2 separate regions of the Oryctolagus cuniculus genome follow, and region 2 is linked to region 1. The links are chromatin contacts, called in public Micro-C maps. All regions are on one chromosome and are shown on one strand. Each heading gives the region's core, a stretch centred on a gene start, on an enhancer-like site or on the middle of the called end of the contact. The rest is flanking DNA. Distances are from core to core; before and after follow the strand shown. Region 1 has its middle 14 kb from the start of SCYL1. Region 2 overlaps POLA2 (DNA polymerase alpha 2, accessory subunit).

Region 1 (3,011 bases), core at 288-2,787:
CAGTAGCCAGGGCTGGAATGGGACGCTGACGTTGCAGGCAGTGGCTCGGCCCACTGCACCGCAGTGTTGGCCCCAACTTTACTTGTCTGAGGGGGGAGAGTGGGCTTCTGTAGCTGGGTTGGAAGAGCAGCAGCTGGGAGTTGATGCAGCCAGGACTTAAACCAGCACTCGAATATAGGATGCCGGTGTCCCCTACAGGCCCTTAACCACCACAGCGCCGGCCTCGGCGTCTCGTCCTTGACGTGGAACTCGTGTGAACCCTGCCTTGGCTCTGCTTACTCACACAAGAAACGGACTCCTTGTCTTTCAGGTGGTCTTCATAGTGTTGGAGAAGAAAGACTCACTTTGGTTTCTTGCAATAAAAATTGAAAACTTCATTGGTGTGATTCTTCTGTGTATAAAATAATTGTCCCTGAGTAGATGGGGGGTGTGGTGCCGGGTGTCCCATCCCTGGGAAACGGCGTTCATGATGCCGCTCAGGAGGCGGGACGCTTGGTGGAGTGTCGGGACAGGTAGCATTGCCACAGGAACGTTGGTACAAGACAGATTTATCCATTGGAAAGAGATCATCCTCTGCTTCACTCCCAGTTGGCCACGACAGCAGGAGCTGTGCCAGTCCGAAGCCAGGAGCCTGGAGCCGCCTCTGGGTCTCCCACATGGGTGCAGGGCCCAAGCACTTGGGCCATCTTCCGCTTTCTCAGGCCACGGCCCAGAGCTGGATCCAAAGTGGAGCAGCGGGGTCTCAAACCGGTGCCCGTGCGGGATGCCACACGCAGGCGGAGGCTCTACCCGCCATGCCACAGCACTGGCCCTGACACTTACAGTTTGCAAGTGTTCTCACTTCCTGAACTAGGCAGCTGCAACAGGGCCGGGCCAGGCAGGAGCCAGGCCTCCCATGTGGATGGACCAGCCCACGAACACTTGGGCCATCTGCCTTTTCCAGCCTGGAAACTGGATAGGTGAGGCAGCCAGGACAGAACGTGCGGTTCATGGCAGCTTGACCGGCCCTGCCTTTGTGAAGGTACATTCTGAGTGGCTGAGCAGCCGGTGCAGGTCCCTGTCCCCTGGGACATTGTGCCTCTGATACTGGGAGGGCTGGCCTGTGGCCCCGGTGTGAAACCCCTTAGTATATGTCCCTCCTTGGGACGCCATCCCACCCCACTTCCTGGGCCTTGAGGCCCATTCCCATCAGCCCAGCCAGGTCTAAGGAAGATTGGCACCCAGCATGGTGGGGGACCCCTGCTGACGCCGCATTCCTGGCCAGTGGAGTCGCCGCAGCGCCGGCCCCAGCAGCGCTGCCATCCTAATACCTGATTTTGTGAATGGGGGAAGCAGGTTGTGATTGGCTCGTGGCCAGAGCAGTGGAGCTGGGATCAGAGCCCTAGTCAGCTCCCTTACTTCACCTGTGTGTCGCCGTCCTTGGCTGAGGCAATGGCTAACCCCAGGCTGAGTGGGCTCTGGCCACAGGCCTGAGTGCTGGGACAGCTCTGTCCCTGGCCACGGGAGGAGCTGGACCAGGCGCTGCGGGCCTGCCCGGAGTCCCCTCGCCCCGTTTGGGTGTCCCCGTGGGAGCAGGGCCGGGTGTGCAGAGCTGAGGGCTCCCATGGAGGCGCACACATGGCACTGGGGAACAGCAGGCCGCGGACCTGCCGGGCTGCATGGCTGCATGCATCCCATGGAAATGTAGTAAAGGCCAGACCCGGCTCCCATCGGTGACAGGCAAGGGTGGAAAGTCAGCCCAAAGTCACCTCTGTCTGCCTCAAAGGGAGTGCGGAACGCAGAGTCCCCAACAGGCTGTGTCCACAGCCAGAGGCTGGATCTCGGGGTGGGCCTTGCTAGTGCTCGCATCCCACACTGCAGAGCCCCTGAGTGTCCGGCTCTGCACTTTTTTTTTTTTTTTTTTAAGGTTTATGGGGCCGGCGCTCTGGCGCAGTAGGTTAATCCTCCACCTGTGGCGCCGGCATCCCATATGGGCGCCGGTTCAAGTCCCAGCTGCTCCACTTCCAATGCAGCTCTCAGCTGTGGCCTGGGAAAGCAGCAGAAGATGGCCCAAGTCCCTGGGCCCCTGCACCCGTGTGGGAGACAGAAGCTCCTGGCTCCTGGCTTCGGGTCGGCACAGCTCCGGCTGTTGCGGCCATCTGGGGAGTGAACCAGCAGATGGAAGACCTCTCTCTCTGTCTCTCCCTCTCATTGTTTGTAAATCTACCTCTCAAATAAATAAGATCTTTAAAAATATATTTAATTTATTTACTTGAAAGAGTTACTTGAAAGAGAGAGAGGTCTTCCATCCACTGGTTCACTCCCCAAATGGCAACAGCCGGAGCTGTGCCGATCCGAAGCCAGGAGCCAGGAGCTGCTTCTGGGTCTCCCACACAGGGGCCCAAGCACTGGGGCCATCGTCCACTGCTTTCCCAGGCCACAGCAAAGAGCTGGATTGGAAGAGGGGCTGCTGGGACTAGAACCAGCGCCCACGAGGGAGGCTGGCGCTGCAGGCCAGGGCTTTAACCCGCTGCGCCACAGCACCAGGCCCAGCTCTGCGTTTCTGATCCAGCTTCCTGCAATGCATCCTGGGAGTCAGCAGACTCAAAGTGCTTGGGTCCCTGCTGCCCCCTGTGAGAGAACCAAGTGCAGTTCTGGGCTCCTGGTCTGGCCTGGCCCAGTCCTGGCTGTTGCAGGCATTTGGGGAGTGAATCAGCAGAAGGAAGACCCCTCTCTCTCTTGCTCTGCCTATTAAGTAAATGAAGATAAACATTTTATTTATTTATTTAAGATTTATTTATTTGAGAGGGACAGACATTTAAAAAATTATTTGAGGGCCGGTGCCGTGGCTCACTAGGCTAATCCTCCGCCTGTGGCGCTGACACACCAGGTTCTAGTCCCAGTTGCGGTGCCGGTTCTGTCCCGGTTGCCCCTCTTCCAGGCCAGCTCTCTGCTGTGGCCCGGGAGTACAGTGGAGGATGGCCCAGGTGCTTGGGCCCTGCACCCCATGGGAGACCAGGAGAAGCACCTGG
Region 2 (3,250 bases), core at 72-2,571, 170 kb before region 1:
CAAAGACAAAAAACAAAACAAAACAAAAAGTAGAGCAGCCAGGTCTCAAACTGGCACCCATATGGGATGCCGGCACTGCAGGCAGCGGCTTTATCTGCTACATCACCGTGCTGGCTCCGCAGATTTACTTTTTAAAGTAGATAACCTTCTGATTGAAACAGCACATGCAGGACACCCCACTCCTGCCGTGGAAACGCCTGCTGAGGGAGACTCGGTGATGAATCAGTCTGTGACCATGGAGTCCGAGCTGAGTGAGTTGCATTGACATATTGACCAGTTTGAAACGTGAATACAGCTCAGGAGATGCAGGATGTGCCTGGGCTAGAGGCACGTGGAATCTCTGTCGCTCCCCTCTCTATAGTTCTTTCAAATAAATAATTCAGTCTTTTTAATAATTAAATAGAGCTCCTGCCTTTGGCCTGGCCCAGTCCTGGCCATTGTGGCCATCTGGGAAGTGAGCCAGAGGACAGGTCTCTATCTCTTTCTCTCTCTCTATAAAACTCTTTTTATTGTTTTTATTTATTTATTTGAAAGTCATAGTTAAACTGAGAGAGAAGGAGAGGTAGAAAGAGAGAGGTCTTCCATCTACTGGTTCACTCCCCAATTGGCCACAACGGCCAGAGCTGCGCCGATCAGGAGCCAGGAGCTTCTTCCAGGTCTCCCACGTGGGTGCAGAGACCCAAGGACCTGGGCCCTCTTCCACTGCTTTCCCAGGCCATAGTGGAGAGCTGGATCAGAAGTGGAGCAGCGGGGACTTGAACTGGTGCCCATATGGGATGCTGGCCCTGTAGGCGGTGGCTTTACCCACTACACCATAGCAGCTTTACCCTAAAACTCTGACTTTCAAGTAAATAAATAAATAAATCTTTAAATAATGATGAAAATGATTTGAGAAAATATCAGAAGCCTTTCTAGGGGACAGGTATTTGGCCAGGTTGTTGGGATACCCGTTCCCATGTCCTGGTTCCAGGTTCCTGCTAATGATACTCTCCTCGCCCACAAGTGATGGCTCAAGTGGGTGAGTCCCTCTACCCAGAAGGGAGACCTGGATCAGGTCCTAGAAGTAAACTAGTGAATGGGAGACTCCCCCTCCTCTCTCCCATCCCACTGCTTCTTCATAAATAAAATTTTAATCTTTGTATTTGACCTAATATGTAATAGTCCCTAGTAAAAATCTCCTAAAGAATTGAGATGTAGTTTCCATTGTAGCTGTTTAATGGCAGTTTGAATCCGTGCTCTGGCGTTCTAACACTGACCACCAGTCGGCAGCCACGAGCAGCCGGCAGCTCGGAGCTGGAGCGCGCCTTCAGCAGCAGCCGGGAGGAGCTCTCTCCGGCAGGCCGGCTTCCTGGCTGCAGTCCAGACGAGGGTTGTCTTTCCTGTGTTACACTCAGTTGTCCTAGACTTGAGGGGACAGCCCGTCTCTGGGCTGTGGATTCAGCCTCCATTCTGGTCTTGTCTTTGGATCCTTATTGATGAGCCAACAGCAACAAAAAACCCGAGTGCAGAAGTGACCAGCAGTGAGGTGTTTGCTGACTGCTCTCCAAGTGTGAGCTCAGCCGTATCCTCGTGTCCTCTGCCTGGAGCCTGTCCCTTCTTGATGTTGGAAATGTGTGGTAGACTTTGCCAGAATAAGCTGGGACACGGTCCCATCCCTCTTCAGGAAAATGTGCGCACAGGTCAAAGCTAGGGGTTGCAAAACTCAAATGTGTTCTAAAGCAAAGAGAAGTGAGGACGGCAAGTGAGCAGACTGCCCGCCTGGCTGTCCTTTTTGGAAAATATTATTTGTGTTTTTTCGTAATTGCCTTCAGACTGGGGACGGTGCTGATGAATGTCGGGTCATGGTTGTGGGAAGTTTCTTGGGGCTCTGCTTGGACGATGGGGCCCAAACAAGAGAGCCAGCCTTCTCGTTGGGTGCTGTGCCCTTGCGAAGGAACTGTACTTCAGTGAGCACCTTGGATCTCGAGTGACTGGGGTTTTGTTTCCTGGTTTCTAGGGCTCTCAGAAGCGAGCTATCACCACCCCAGAAACCCCCCTGACGAAAAGGACTGTGTCTGCCCGTAGCCCCCACCAGCTGCTTTCTCCGTCAAGTTTCTCTCCAAGGTACGGATCAGACTGGGGTGCCTCCAGGTGCCCCAGAGCAGCCCCTGCTGGCTGGCTGCTGCAGGCTGACCGCAGAGTAACTGATTAACTGGGCGGAGGGCACCTCTGCCGAGAGCCACCGGGAGAGCCAGTGCCCCCGGCCTCCCCGGCGCTGCCTTTGTGGCAGATTTCTGTTTCTCACAGTAATGGGGGAGACTGGCTGCCCACCCACTTCTGCAGGCGCCTTTCCTAGATCGGGAACTGGCGTCTTCTGCAGCCAACAGCCCGTCTGTCCAGGAACCTGCCAGTCTGACAAGTGGGTTTCCACCTGCTTCTCTTAGTTTGTGTTTTGCTGGGCTTGCTTTCTTCTTCTTCTTTCTTTCAACCTAATTATTTTTTCAAAAGAAAAAGCACGTGTCTTTGTTCATAGTGTTGTGTAACCTGTTGATTATTCCTCACTCAGGTCACAGCTAGTCAGTCGTCTTCACTGTGAGTCTGTGCTGAGTTAATTGGTGTTTATCCCTGCCACCACCACTGCACATAAACCCACAGAGGTCGCCAGTGACTGCAGGCTGTAAATGGCACGTCTTATGTGCGAGAACCCCATGGGCAGAGGACGCGTCTGTCAGTGCTGGCCCCTCTGGGTGAGGCCCGGGAGCCACCACCTCTTCTAGACTGACGAGAGCTTGAGATTTCTCAGGCTCTATCACTTGATTTTTTTATGTTTGTACTTAGTTTACTTATTTGAAAGGCAGAGCAGCAGAGTGAGACAGCTATTTCATCTGCTGGTTCACTCCCCAAATGCCCACAACAGCTGGGGCTGGGCCAGGCCGGAGCCGGGAGCCAGGAGCTCCATCCGGATCTCCCGGGAGGGAAGCTGGGACCCAGCTGCTTGGGCCATCACCTGCTGCTTCCCAGGGTGCGCCTTGGCGGCAGTGGGATGGAAGCAGAGTGGCCGAGTCGGGGCGTGGGTGTTTCTGTGGCGGCTTGACCTGCGCCCCACACCGTCCCAGCTCTGCCCCTTCAGAAGAGCGGCCACGGGGACGAGTGCCCCTCAGATTGTGGAGGGTACTCGGGCTCCATAGCGCAGCCCAGTGCTCCGGGAGTTCTCCAGCCTTTTTGGGGAATAAGCTTTCTAGTCGTACAAGGGTGTCCTTGAAGCTGGTGT

What was found. A called contact is a pair of places that touch in the nucleus more often than the background predicts.
Region 2: a Micro-C map of ear pinna shows a contact between it and region 1, with 3 times the contacts expected there. The contact joins two enhancer-like sites. A contact is called at or near these places in 2 of 6 Hi-C or Micro-C datasets (ear pinna and an unstated tissue).

The regions. Positions count from the first base shown.
Region 1 is chr1:6,166,182-6,169,192 of mOryCun1.1, reverse strand. No RefSeq gene overlaps it. Among named protein-coding and RNA genes, the nearest start is that of SCYL1, 14 kb to the right of the region's middle. Within about 2 kb of position 1,537, at least 3 of the 8 cell types and tissues checked have an H3K27ac peak or open chromatin away from gene starts, as enhancers often do.
Region 2 is chr1:6,337,687-6,340,936 of mOryCun1.1, reverse strand. POLA2 (DNA polymerase alpha 2, accessory subunit) reads left to right here. Exons shown (of 18, transcript XR_007913532.2): 5 at 1,997-2,103. Among named protein-coding and RNA genes, the nearest start is that of POLA2, 6.2 kb to the left of the region's middle. Within about 2 kb of position 1,321, at least 3 of the 8 cell types and tissues checked have an H3K27ac peak or open chromatin away from gene starts, as enhancers often do.